2 separate regions of the Drosophila melanogaster genome follow, and region 2 is linked to region 1. The links are chromatin contacts, called in public targeted proximity ligation maps. All regions are on one chromosome and are shown on one strand. The core of a region is the stretch at or near the end of the contact, and the rest is flanking DNA. Distances in the headings are between cores, read along the strand shown.

Region 1 (7,057 bases), core at 2,424-4,923:
TAGCACATGGTCCGCTGTGCTGGGCAAGGATAAGATAGCCGATCTGTATCTTGAGGGTTATGACCAATTCACCGGTTGGTTTCAATCATCACTGCTTATGAGCATTGCTGCTCGGGAATGTGCACCGTACAAGTGAGTAGATACGTAATACCAAAGACTCTATTCTAGTGTAATACTTTTTAATGAAAAACCTATTCAATATTAATATCCAATAGGGCCCTCTTCGTTCACGGATTTACCGTGGATGAGAAAGGATACAAGATGTCGAAATCTTTGGGAAATGTAATTTCCCCAAAGCAGATAACCAAGAAATATGGTACGGATGCACTGCGTTGGTGGGTTGCCTCCCATGGAACGCAGCACATGTCCATTACAGTGAGCGATAAGCTACTGCAGCAAGCGGCAGAAAATCTATGCAAGATCCGCGGAACTATGCGATATTTAAAAGGCGTAATTGGAGAGAAACAATCGGGGGAGAAGCTTATACGAACTTCGGATAAGAGCTATCTTAATCGTTATTTGTTAAGCCAGCTGGTTGAATTTGAATCTGAGGTAGGAAATTTTGTTAATCTTAGTTTTTCAACTAATCATGTCAATCGCTTTTAAGGTGGAGAAGCTATACCAAGCTTATGAGTACAATCGTGTTGTCGCCTGTGTCCAAAACTTCATTGCAAATCAGGTGTCCGCCGTCTATGTGCATCTCATCAAGGATCGTCTTTATTGTGGTGATGATCACGAGCTACTGGCCATTCGTCAAACTCTTACCCACTGCTATCAACAACTCTGCAAGAGCTTATGGCCCATTGTTCCCTTCCTGGTGGAGGAAAGCTGGAGCTACTATGACACCACAGGTGGTGCATTCCACGAGCAAATTGTTCAGACTAATCCTGAATGGCAGGACACCAAAGCCACTGAAGTGATTAATGCAGCGTTCGATGTTAAACGACTTATTAACCAACAGGCTGGAGATGTTAACACCTGGCACTTGGCCGTGACCATCAAAGGAAAGGAAAGAAGCCAGCTGGATTTGCTGCGAGAACTTCACAGCCCTCTTGGAGAGTCTGTGAGCAATTCTGAATTATGCGAGATATTGCAAGTGGGGTCAGTTACGCTCTTACAGTCCCATAATAGCGACTTGGATATTGCTTTAAGTAAACTTCAGATATCACTGTGCCCACGTTGTCGTCGCTATGGTCTGGAGGATGAGCAGAAAACGTGTCAACGTTGCTCTGACGTTATGGAGGCAAAGAACTAAGCGTAATGATGTGTTGTTATTTAGGTGTAAGGAATACATTTATGTTTTTAAAAACTCTGTAAGCATTTCATGATGGTGTCTCGCAGCTTGAGCCGGGTTGTTGGCTTTCCGCCGCAGATAATATGCGTCTCGTTGTCCTCGAACTTAATGACTGTGTCCTCATTGACAAGGTTCAGAGTCAGAGCGCCGCCAGTGCGGTCTAGCTTGATGTTGGAGAAGCCATCCTGTGCCAGCTTCTTCATCACTGCATCTACATCAATGCTGCCATACTCGTATTTGACGTTCTTCAGCACATCCTCCTTTGTCGGAGCGCTGTTGCTCGAGATGGTCTCGTCTTTAACGCTATCCGCACATGGCTGGATGCAGTGGACCTTGTCCTTAACTTGCAAAACTCCTGTCAATGTGGAGAAGGTCACGCCGGCCGCCACCTCCTTTGGCGATATCTTTTGGGCCAGTTCCGAGGTAATGTAAATTCGATCCAGCTTCCGTTTTAATGGCAGACGTATGATCTCGCCGCACTTGAACGTTATTATCTTCTTATCCGGCTGTTCAATGAACAAATTTGGGGCCGAGGGATGTGGTTTTGTGTATGCCTCTGGGATGACAAGCACATTTGGTTTCAACTCCTTGATCAGCTTATTTGCCTGCTGATAATTCAAAGAGGTGTCGATGGGACAGTAAAAAGCCTTCATGGCCAGTGGTTGGAAGGGCGCCAGTACTTGCAGATACGGAAAGTCCGGCTCCGTGAATATGATGGAGTTGTTAGGGTTATTGCCCCACATCTCGATAAAGTGAACAGCGTCGCCGAAACGCAAGCTAGGATGGCCACAAAAGACCACGCAGGGCTGTAAGGAAGACAGAGAATTTGTAGTATGAAGTTTTCACAATTATGTTAGACAAACCTGCCGGAAGTCCTTGCTAAAGCCCTCGGAGAACACATGGTTATAGTGCTTCAGCTTGTTGTTGCGAAGGTAAAAGGCATGTGGGAAAGGATCGTCTGGAAGATACACTTTGTTCTGCTTGGCGGAACTAAGCCACTCGGCCAGGATATTAGAATACGCCAAGGAGCTGTCTGCCACAGGGGAAATAAAGAACATGGGAACATTGTTTAGGCCAGCGTTTTCCAAATTCTGGGTGAGGCACTCAAAGAGGTCATAGACAACGCCCGAAGGATAACAGGGAATCAAGGCAGACCCATTGTTGCGGATCGTCAAGGCCACATTCATGCAGAGCTCGCCCAGCTTCGTGTCCGGATTTACCGTCGGCGCCTGCGTCAGTCCGGTCATAATGAGTACATCGGCGTGCTTCAGCGCCGACTGATTGATGGGCCGCGGATGTGTGGTCAACGTGGAGGAACCACTGACATAGCAAATCTTTTCATGCGCCGTGCTCAGTACCCAGTTGCTCGAGCCCAGGCAGTAGCCCGAGCTGACAGGAGTGGCGATAAAAGCTCCGAGGATGTCCAGCTTCTCGTCGTAGCCCATGATGGTCACCTTGGACAGACTGCCTTGGACATCCTTAAGACTAAAGATAGTGCGCCACTTCTTGGCGCGAAAGGCTTCGCTCAAGGGACTGGGCAGCAGATGAAGCTTCTCCTTCCACAAGCGCGCGGTGCACGCCTTGGGCGACACTTCGATATAGTCCACCAGCTCCTCCAGGAAAAATCGGCCGATCTGCAGCGTTGGCTCCGTGGCATAGACTTTGCCCTTGAACCCCGTGTTTTCCGTGATATACGGCAAGGCCAGCATATTAAGATAATTCGAGATAAGTATCACATCCACTTCGCTGAAATCCAGCATTTTGTCCATGGGTAGATTAAACTCGGGCGTCGAGTCCACGAAAACCCGGCCACAGCAGTCCTTCAACTCGCCATCCATTTGGGGATCATGATCCCGACTGGGCACGAAGTTGGGCAGATTGGACCACTTCAGTGACTGAACGAAGGGCAGCGGAAGGAAATTCAGGACTGTCTGCTCCGTGAGACCGCAGTCCAGCATAATCCGCAGGCCCTTGAAGGTAATGATATAACATGGCTTGGCCAGGTCCCCGCTGAGACAATACTGCAAAGTGGATAGTCACTTCCGCTAATTAAGTTGTTATTTACTTCTCAGGATGACTTACCAATCGCATTTTATTAAACCGACAGTGCCGATTAGACGATGCAAGTTTGTTTATATTTGGACCAGGGATGGGGAACGATTTGGTTCACTTATGAACCGGAATCAGCACCCGGCTAAATCATTAACCATAGGTACCAAAATTAGTTAATTACAAATTTTGGTAAATGTTTTACTACTTGTTAAACTGTAGTCATCACGCTTTAACATTTGTGCAACCACATTTTTTTCACTCCACTTGTTGCAGTGCTGTTGGTTTCCATCCCTGGTCTCTTTATTTGGTTTTTCGCAAATTTGAATAATGTCCCAGCAAATTCGCGTGGTACAATGCATTCAATGCAAAATGTACCAGGTGAGTGCAAACAAACTGAAATATATCTTAGAACTCAATAACTACTTATATATATATACCTAATTTAAACAAGGTGGACTTCGTGAAAAAGGCAAGCACATGGCAGTGTAAAATTTGCCGCCAAAAGCAAAGTTTGCTCAAGGAATTCTTTCGAGGATCGGCAGCGGAATGCCGGGTTAAGGTGCAGCATCTCAACTTAGAGCGCGGAATGCAGGAGGAATGTCTGAACACGGGCTTATTCCTCACGGCAAAGCAACAGCTCGAAGAGGAGAAAGACTGCCAAGAAAAAGAGGAAAACACCACACCTCAGAAGAAAACAAATAAATGGGCAAACTATGTGGATAATACCATTGAAACTACTCAAAAGCCTGCAGCAAAACCTACGAAAACCGATGAACTTTCCGACGAAATCTCTATGAACTTTAAGAAAACCAGGAACACAGGGCCACGATCCTCTAAACGTTCCGCTGAAAATATGCCAACAGTTACTAAGAAAATTTGCTCTAAGTGGAACGACTTCTTGTAATTCCTTAAAAATTATATATCATATATATAAATATATATTTGAATTAATTTCAATTAGAACTTATTTATAAAGCGAAGAATATTATCAGTGCTAGATTATCTCCAATTAAGATTTCCAGTTACGTGAATGAATTAAGCTTATCTTTATTAAAAAAATAATTTAATTATAATTGTTCAATACGTTTTATTAAAATCCGCTTCGTTCTAGTATTTGTGTATATGAGTGTGAGGGCCATAATGTTCACATTCAAACTGAATACATTGCCTTGCCTTGCACTAATGCTAGAAAAATACAAGTTTTATGATCCACTAAATATTGTTAGTTAAAGTTGGGGTAATTTGGGATTCACTAATCGCCGATTGGGCAACATGTTGGACATGCTTAGCTCCTTGTGCCCCAATCGGTTTGAATACTCGTGTATAGATTAGAGTTGGTTATAGTTAAGTGACGCCTGGTCGCGCTTTTATCTTGAGAGAAATTGTAATATTAGTAGCCGACTACGTGTATATAACCTATTCTCGCCGCTTAGGTGCTGGCAGGAGTGCCTCCGACACCCTCCTTCTTGGCCACCTTCTCATCGGAGCCGGTCTCATCGATGTCATTGGACTCGGTCTCCGTGCCGGGTGCACCACCTGCCTTGCCCGATGACCTACGTCGCTTGCGGTTGACACGCCATGGACGCATTGGAAACTTCATCGCCGGCAATGGCTCCATGCCAAGCACTTTGTAAATCTGTCGAAAGGCAATGTAGCGCAGGAAGAGCTGTGCGGACACAGTGAGATCCTCGCGCTCCTGTTTGGTCAACTCGAGTAGAGCGTCTGTGGGGTCCTTCTCGCAAGGATCCAGCAGGCCCGGTCCGTTGATTAGAAAGCCTGACGATAAGGCCTCCATGATGCGACGCATGCAGTCACCGGGCGAAATGGGAAAGCCAGCCGACGAGATGACCTTCTCTACGAGGAGCTCCAAAGACCATTGGGGCAGCGATTGCCAGGAAGAGACGCGCTGGCACAGATCCCTGAGGATGCGTATGACCATGACGCACGACTGGAGGCCTGTCGCTCGAGCCTGGAACCATTTGGCGTGACGCAAATCAGCCAAAGCCTAATAAATTCATATTCATTCATAATTAGTTTGTGATTTTTCTAGTTGCTTTTTGGCGAAACTTACACGTAGGCAGGGCTCACGAGGCAGGAATTCGGAATCGCCCTCACCTTCATCAGTGGTGGCAGCTTCCCCGGGATTGGCATCGCGCAGCAAAGGCGAGGTGAGGGTAATCTTAACGGAGACAGACTCATCCAGCACAATTAGGGCGGCTTCCTCGGCGTTGACCTCCACGCGGTAATTGACCTGAGTGTCGCCTGAAATCAAGAGAGCAATGGAGAAAATGTGACAAAGACGTTTTCGCAGGAAGCTCAATACATCGAAATACTAGATTCGACTTGGAAAAAGAGACAAACATTGTGGGTGAAACAAAATTCCAGTGTGGGCCCGCAAAATACACGTATGTATACATCGTAATATAGTGATTAGCAACAATTGAATATAGATATATATTGATATTGTTCAAATGGGGACTTGATGCACGGTATGAAAAGCACGAATAATGTTTGTTTCTTCCCACGATCCTCGTATTCGCTCGGCTCCCAGCAAACAGGAGATTCGTTCGACTTGCGTGCTGGGATCGGTATCTCCGTTTGGGGACTCGTAAACGGAATTGCAAGCTCGAGACTCGGACTCGGCGTCATCCACCCGTTGCAATTCCACTTAGAGCGCGCACTTCACTGTATTTTACTGAATTTCGACTTGAAATAACTTGATTTCTTTTGTTGGTTAGTTTGCATTAAAATATTGAACGAAATTTATGGCTGCGGGAAACGTTGATCGACCAGACGTCTCTCGTCTTCAGTACTCTCCATTCGCGGTGCGCAACGCAAATTTCGGTCGCAATTTTTGTTTGCATTTTTAAATATATGTATATAGATTTTCTATATTGGACAATCAAGCTTGATACACACAATTCGGCCGCTTGGACATATATATATGTATACGAGATTACTGAGTATAGATATATTTGCTTGGTATCGAGTGAAAGATGAGGCAGGCAGCACGCACATCGGCGCTGCAATTTTGGCCCAAGCACTCGCATTTGCATATGGCAATTGCGTCTCGTGTGTGGATCAATCGCATTGCTTCTTGGCGTGTTGTTGTGTTGTTCAACTTCTTGGCCAGGCCATCAAAGGACTTTATTTACACAAAGTTTCATCCGGAATCGAAACGAGGGCGCGCAAACTTTGTATAAATATATTCCTTTGGTTCGAATTTCAGTTGGTTAAAGAGTTTGGTTTTGACTGTTTCATCAAGGACACCACACCACATCAGACTGCAGGAGGCTGGACTTGTGGCACCGAGTCCGCGCTTGTTACCGTGACGATCCGCTGTTGGTGATTTGATTGGAGTGGAGCGGAGCAGTGCAGCGGCAGTCGTGCGGGAAGAGGAGCAACCTGGGAGGGCTGAGCTACCGCTACAGATGGCTAACTGAACGACACACTCAAGACTCTAGGCTCACAGAGCTTCTAGGCTAAGGCTCAAGGCTCGAGGCTCGAAACTTATCCTGCAGAGAGAGAAGCTGAAAACGGCAAATACGTTTTTATTCGCAATTAGTTGCTATGTTGGCTGGGGCGTTGGGCGCGGTTTGGCGGGCGTGGCAATCTATATCCACCGCAACAACAGGGCTCAACTCTAGTTGTCCTAGTTTCTATGTACAATAATTTTAAATAGTTAAATTTGATTTATTTTGCTGACTTTTT
Region 2 (7,057 bases), core at 3,264-5,763, 310 kb after region 1:
AAGCGTTACCGTTAGCAATGTGACAGTTATAGGCGGCGGGTGTCCGGTCTGAACCTTTTCATTTTCAGCTTGGCTGCACAAATCTACATAATAATTTCTAATTAGAAATATGTACATACGAGGGCCATAACAAAGAGCCAACCGTTGGCATATTTTATGCTTTCGCGCCCTCTGCCAAAAAAGGGAGAGGCAGGGTGTGGTTGTCCGCCAGAGCCGAGAGAGAATCGGCGAGAGAGTGAAAGGAAAGAGAGGGCGCTGTTGTTGTAGAGAGATTTTCGCCTTCCAGCATCGCAACGCAACGCTCTGCAAAAAGGGTGGAGTCCATTTTTCAATTCCAATGATCCACAAAAAAGGCAGCCTGTCTGCCAGCTTCCTCTTCTCCATCTCCATCTCCGGCTCCGTCTCCATCCTCTTCTCGTGCCCACGCACAATGCAAATACTTATGTTTTATTAAATCGTTATGCCACTTAAGGCAATCGCTCGTCTCCTCAATCTTTGTTCTTTCATTTTTTTCGCAGTGTAAGAGTCAGCAGCAGCAGAAGAAGAAGCAACAGCAATGCAATTATGCAGCCTGCGTGTGCGAGTGTGAGTGTATCCACACCCTTGCACAGAAGTTCCAGAGAGAGAGAGCGAGAGCGGGAGAATTGCACTGGAGCGAGTGAGCAACAACAAAGGCCGTCCACTGTGTGTTGTTTAAATGCAAATATGCGGTTTATTAATTAAAACAAAGGCAGCTATAAAACGTAAAAAATACAAAAACGAGAAGCAAAAAAACTCCATTTCCTCCCAACATACACACACACGCACACATGGACATACGATACGCACACATTCGCACATGTACAGTTGCAGCAGGAGAGGCAGCAGCGTTGCCAGAATACCTTGAAATTGCAGCCCGGCAATATTGCACAAATGCAATGGCGCGCCAGCATTTCCATTTGAATTTTAATCGCTCTGTGCCCGCAATGCATATGGCAGAGAAAATGTAAATTAATTGCACAATCTACGAGCGCGACACTCAGGAATGCTAGCAATGCGGGCCACCGCCTCAAAAGCGAAACTTATGCCCAGTTGTTGTTGTTGTTGCTGCTGTGCTTATTAATGGGCGCCGCCTTCAATGTGGTGTGAAAAAAATATGCATTCGGTTTATCATCAATAAAGAAACAACTTCTGCTCTTGTTTACACTGACGAATGTGTGTACACAAAGGAGGAGAGCAGGCAAGAAATGCAGCCGAGCGCAAGCAGCAGGGGGGAAAACTGGCTTAGTCAGTTGCATTTACAGTCAGTCACCCTCCCTTTTTTTCCATGATTAATGCCGCGCTGCAGCAACAACAAACCATGCCAGAAATGTCAAAGGTCCCCAGTTTGTTGAACTCTTTTTTTTACCCACCCCCCACTCCCTCCTTCCTACTAATCGAATGCCGCCGTATTTTGGGCAGCCTGCGCCTTATCAGTGGAATTGGGAATAATCGTGAAAATGGAAAGTAATTTCCAGCTGCGGGCCGAAAAGCGGCCACTGACGGACTGTCAATCATAATTGCTTCGTGGAATGCAACATATGGGGGCGATTGCTTATCGGCATCTGGAAGGCGACGGCATCAATTAACATTCCGCGCAAGGGGCTCGTTTTTCATTAACCAATGTAATTAATAAGATTAAACAGCAATTGCGTCGCCAGTTTTTGTGCGGGTGACCGCACCCATTTCTCCCCCGGCCACTACCACATACTACACGCTTTTCCTCTCGCACAGAAAAAATATGAAAAATATGCAAACCGCATCGCGCGCTTTAAAAAGTGAAGGAAAAAACAACAAGCCAAAATGGAAGGCACCATTGGAAGTCGTTGACAGTTGTTTGTCTGCCACTCCCCCCACCCAGCCCCCAACACTATTACAGCTACTTAACGGATAAGAAAAGAAAGGGAAAAGGAGAAGGGGAGTTGGAAGGCGAAGAGGGAGACAGCTATTTCTGAGTCCAGCTTAAACTGCATCAATTTTTATTAAAAGCAATTACAAGCTGCTGCTGCTGCTCCTGCTAAAGTATACAGAGAGAAAATTTGCTGTTGTGTGGATGGAGTGAGAGCACAGTTGCATGGATCTCGAAGATGCTAAGAAAAGATGCATGCAGCGCATAGAGATGACAACTTTTCGTGCAGTGCAAAAAGAAGTCGAAAGAAAAGTGAAATAAAAAAAAAACAGTGCAGCAACAAAAGACAAAGAGCAGACGGCGAGAGAGGGAGCGAGACAAAAGGAGAGAGTCGGCAAGTGCAAAATTTGAAGCACGACTTTTGCAAAGGGGAGCACAAAGAGATGAAGGGGTGAGGGGCGGCGTCGGCGCACACACAAATTTTATGTATACGCTGTGCACACACACACGCGCAAAGGACCAGGCTACAGGTTCACACACACAGGCATGGGCGCTGGGAGAGAGAGGGAAGGCGGCACAAATGTATCCCTTTTCAGTTACGGGGCAGGGCAGGTCACACACACACATGCACACGGGCAGGCTTAGCAGCACACCATGATGGCGGCGCTGGCTCTCTTCCCCGAGCTCTCTCGCTCTCTCCCGCAGGAGCTGGGAAAAAATCTGTACCGCAAAAATGCCTTGAAAATCTGGGATTTCTGGAATATCTGAGAGTTTTCGGCTCTTCCTGGGATTCTACCTAGTCCGTTTTTGGGTTTTCCCTAATTATCCTGGGTACTTTGAAGGATGCCAAATGATGGCTCGATTTATAATGAGGTTTTCATGAATTTTCTATGGTTTTTTTCCCCGGATTTATGACCACCACTCACCTCGTATTTCAGGCCCACAAGACGCAGCCAGGTCTCCACCTTCAGGCAGTAGGGCGACAGGGAGGGCAGCAGTGGGGTGCGCGAGAACTGGTACAGATAGATGATGTCCTTCTCGAAGTTGGTCTTGTGCACATTGAATTTCTGGGCGGGCGGGGCTTCCGATTTGGTCGCCACGGGTGCTGCCACCGCCTCGTCCTTTTTGGGCTCCTCGCCATCCTGCTGCTTGTCCTGCTTTCCGGCCTCGCCGTCCTTCTTCTCGCCATCGGCATCCTCAGCCTTCTCCACTGCGGGGGCGGCAGCTGGAGCGGCCGCTGAGTCCGCTGGCGGGGCCGCTGACTTTTCCGGCTCCTCTGATTTTTCCGCCGCCGCCACTGCGGGCGTTTCCTCGGCGGGTATTTGGGCCACTTCGCTTGCCATTTCGATTTGTTGCTTTTGTTTTTTTTTTTTGTTTTTCTTTACTTTTCGATCCGCTTTTCTTTTTGTTAGCTACTCTTGCTTTTCGCTAATTGAAGTTGCGCTTTCTTTCAGCTAAAAAGATTTCGGCTTCGCACTTTTCCTGCCACTCGCACACATACACACACGCGAGAGAGAGGGAGAGCTAGAGAGCGAGAGAGAAACCACCACTGCGATTCGTTTCGTTTCGAACTCGGATTCGGGTTTCGGGTTTCAGCTGCACGATAGGATATCTTGGCTGGATGCGATTCGCTTTCGGATTCGGATGGATTCAGGAGCCGCTGTCTCGACACCGCCGCAACCGCTCTCGGGAGTTTGAAAATTTGAAATGAGCGGATTCGCGTTGCGAAGGCGAGCTAGCGTTGCAGGCAGTGTGGCCAGATGCCGCGTGCGAACGTATTCTCGAATGCAATCGGCCGAGTGCAGATGCACTAAAAATAACCCACTTCCAGTGACTGGAAATTAAGATCAAGGAATAGATTTTATAAAAACTTATATGAGTAAAAATTTTAAAATTGTGGAGTCAACCTAAATTATAAGCAACTAATTTATAACACAAGTAAAGAATGATATTAAGTAACTTTTTAAATAATATTCCATTATGCTTACGCTCAATTTATGAACAAATGTTTTCTCGATCCTTAGGTAAAGTTTCGAGTTTCGCGACTAGATTTATTAAAATTAAGAACATCTCCATTTATGTACACATTTAAAGATTTATGAGCGGTAATATTAGCTGGTTGACTGAACAGATACCCTTTTAAAACTACTATCAATAGAACCTTTTTCTGTATTACCTATTTCGACTCTATCAATAACTGTTACAATAGTTAAGTTAATTCAAAATATAATATTAGTTTATGATTTAATTCACAAAAATTGATCTGAACTTTCTCTCTCATTCAGCTTTCAATAATGTTTTATGTTTATTTATAACGTTTGTTAGTTTATTTTAGGAGACAAACTATTTTGTTTTGAGAAACTGCAAAGCGCCATCTGGGAGGGAGTGGCAGAAGTTTTGAAATTTGAATAGGGAACGGATGGCACCTCCCGACTTTTGCAGAAATCAGCATGGCAACTGTGGAAGTACAGAAAATTGCAGTAATTTACTTCAATTTTAAAACTATAAATTTTAAAATTTGAAACATATTGAAAAATTTAAGACATTGAAAGAGCATTTTTAAAATGCAAATATGCGAAAGAATTGATCCCATTTACTTTTAAATTTACAACTGCTTACGATTGCTGAAAAATATCGCCAGCCGCTGTATTCGATAGTCACTATAGGCAGTAAATAGTCCATCTCTATCATTTTCACAAACAAAGATTTGTTTAATTTAATAAAAACGCAGTTTGACTAAAGTAAAAATCTAAGTTTATTGCTGCAACAATGGGAGCTGCTTTGGGCATCTGTTCAGCCGCTCAGGTAAGAAAATTGCGAGCTAATTAGCCAGGTAAAATTCTTTACATTGGCTACAAATCAATAAAAGCAGACATATGTTTCAAATGCGGAGAAATTCAACATTTTATTAATTTCACAATACTCATGAATGCTGCTATGATTTTCATCTAAAAGAAAGATTTAGCTTGCAATTTGAGCTATTAGATACTTTAATGAATTTTTAAATTTTTAATAAGTTGAAAACAATATGAAAAATGTATTGCAAACTTAACTTTCGATGGTTGATCATTCAATTAATCCGGATTATTGACAAAACTTATTAGCAAGTTGGATCAAATAGAATAATTCTTCAATTGCGTCTCCATTTAATACTTAATTCTTGCATTTCCAGTGCGCCATGTGCTGTGGAGGCACTGCAGCCAGCATGTGCTGCTCCGCCTGCCCGAGCTGCACCAACGCCTCCTCATCGCGCTTCATGTACGCCTTCATCCTCCTGGTGGGCACCGTACTGGGGGCGATTGCGCTGTCCCCTGGACTGCAGGACACCCTGAAGAAGATGCCCTTCTGCATCAACTCCACCTCGTCGTATAGCTCGGGAGCACTCAGCGCTGTCTCGGGAGGATCTCTGCAAGTCGACTGCGAGTATGCACTTGGTTACATGGCAGTATATAGGGTTTGCTTTGGCATGGCCTGCTTTTTCGCTCTGATGTCACTGATTATGCTGGGTGTGAAGAGCTCCAGGGATCCGCGTTCGCACATCCAGAACAACTTTTGGCCACTGAAATTTCTGATCTGCTTTGGCGCTGCGATTGGAGCCATCTTTATTCCGGATGGATCCTTTGGTCCGGCCATGATGTGGGTGGGTCTAATTGGTGGCCTGGCCTTCATACTCGTCCAGCTGGTCATCATTGTGGATTTCGCTCACTCGCTGGCTGAAAACTGGATAGGTGAGTCATGTTCCGGCCCATCTCCCAAATGATTCAACTCGCTAATTATCGAATTCTTTCAACAGAAAGCGCCGAAAACAGTCGTGGATACTACTATGCCCTCGCTGGGGTCACTCTTTTGTGCTATATCTTATCGCTGACTGGAATTACCTTGCTTTATATCTACTTCACCACCGTGAGTGTCGTTTCTATGGCTTATTTACTTTGTAATTAGCATTGTTTTTATATTTGTAGAGTACTGGCTGCGGCATCAACAAGTTCTTCATCTCCATCAATCTCATATTCTGTCTGGCGATTAGCGTCATTTCGATTCTGCCAGCTGTGCAGGAACGCTTGCCCCATTCTGGCCTACTGCAGAGCTCCCTGGTTACCTTGTACACGGTGTATCTAACCTGGTCGGCAGTGGCCAACAATCCTGGTAGGAAAATGAATCCAGAACCCTATATGTGTATATCTCATTTGGTTGTTTTGAATCAACAGAGAAAGAATGCAATCCAGGCATGTTTGGCATGATGGAGGGATTCGGCAATGCAACCACCACGGCAGCACCGCCCACCCACACCACCAGGGTCACCTTCGATACGACCAACATCATCGGACTGGTCGTCTGGTTGCTGTGCATCCTGTACAATTGCATTAGCTCGGCGGTGGAGGTATCCAAGATCTCGCACGATAATAGCGAGAAGCGTGGTAAGTGTTCTGTTTCCATTCGCCGTGCTCCGTTCGCATTCCCAGCGATTACCACATTTCCACAGTTTGCATCACGCATTCATTCGATCGCTTTGCCCTCACTTTTCATTTTCCTCGCTGTACAAAAAAGAAAAACCCAAGCTAATACTGGTTATTAACACTCGTTTGCTATTGCCGCTTTGTTTATTCTTTATTTTCTTTTCCGACTAACCCAACTAATCCCCACTTGGTTATTTGGTACTCGAAACTGTGTGAAAAATATGGCCAACTGGCGTTCCTCTTGCACTCTGATTAATGTAGTTTTAACAGAAGCTCTATCAGACACAGAGGCGGGCACGGATGGCAGCGGAAAGCCGAGCACCGACACCGAGACCGAAGGCGTCACCTACTCCTGGTCCATGTTCCACTTGGTCTTCGTCTGCGCCTCGCTCTATGTCATGATGACCCTGACCAACTGGTACAAGTGAGTAGCAACAGCACTTATCGTGCTAGGAAAATATAATCCCAGCAATTTTTTATTCCCACAGACCTCATTCGGAAATCGAGCTGTTCAACGGCAACGAGGCTTCCATGTGGGTCAAGATCGTCTCCAGTTGGCTGGGTGTCTTCATCTATGGCTGGAGCCTTGCAGCGCCCATTGTTCTTACCAATCGCGACTTTAGCTAAGCGATTTTAGTATATTAACGTCTAGGAATGGTGCTTAAACGAGCAAAACGAGAATGCCAAAACGGAACGCGGAGAGGAAATAGTATCCGAAACTGATGCAGATTAA

What was found.
Region 2: a contact with region 1 is called in a targeted proximity ligation map of the Kc167 cell line, with 3 times the contacts expected there. A contact is called at or near these places in 1 of 107 Hi-C or Micro-C datasets (the Clone 8 cell line) and 1 of 7 datasets of targeted methods (the Kc167 cell line).

What each region holds. Positions count from the first base shown.
Region 1 is chr3L:16,102,179-16,109,235 of dm6, forward strand. It overlaps CG43295, which reads left to right and starts at 3,674. Exons shown (of 2, transcript NM_001259859.1): 1 at 3,674-3,724; 2 at 3,798-4,250. The coding sequence starts at 3,674. The coding sequence ends at 4,250. IntS9 (Integrator 9) reads right to left here and starts at 3,449. Exons shown (of 3, transcript NM_140581.4): 1 at 3,377-3,449; 2 at 2,158-3,315; 3 at 1,254-2,100. The coding sequence starts at 3,385. The coding sequence ends at 1,303. Zn72D (Zinc-finger protein at 72D) reads right to left here. Exons shown (of 6, transcript NM_001274995.1): 5 at 5,418-5,608; 6 at 4,416-5,351. The coding sequence ends at 4,776. It overlaps IleRS-m (Isoleucyl-tRNA synthetase, mitochondrial), which reads left to right. Exons shown (of 6, transcript NM_140580.2): 4 at 1-132; 5 at 216-552; 6 at 608-1,304. The coding sequence ends at 1,255.
Region 2 is chr3L:16,408,209-16,415,265 of dm6, forward strand. It overlaps Serinc (Serine incorporator), which reads left to right and starts at 4,514. Exons shown (of 7, transcript NM_140636.3): 1 at 4,514-4,672; 2 at 5,040-5,595; 3 at 5,661-5,770; 4 at 5,830-6,013; 5 at 6,076-6,285; 6 at 6,586-6,748; 7 at 6,813-7,057. The coding sequence starts at 4,637. The coding sequence ends at 6,951. It overlaps fax (failed axon connections), which reads right to left and starts at 3,620. Exons shown (of 5, transcript NM_079382.7): 1 at 2,794-3,620. The coding sequence starts at 3,210.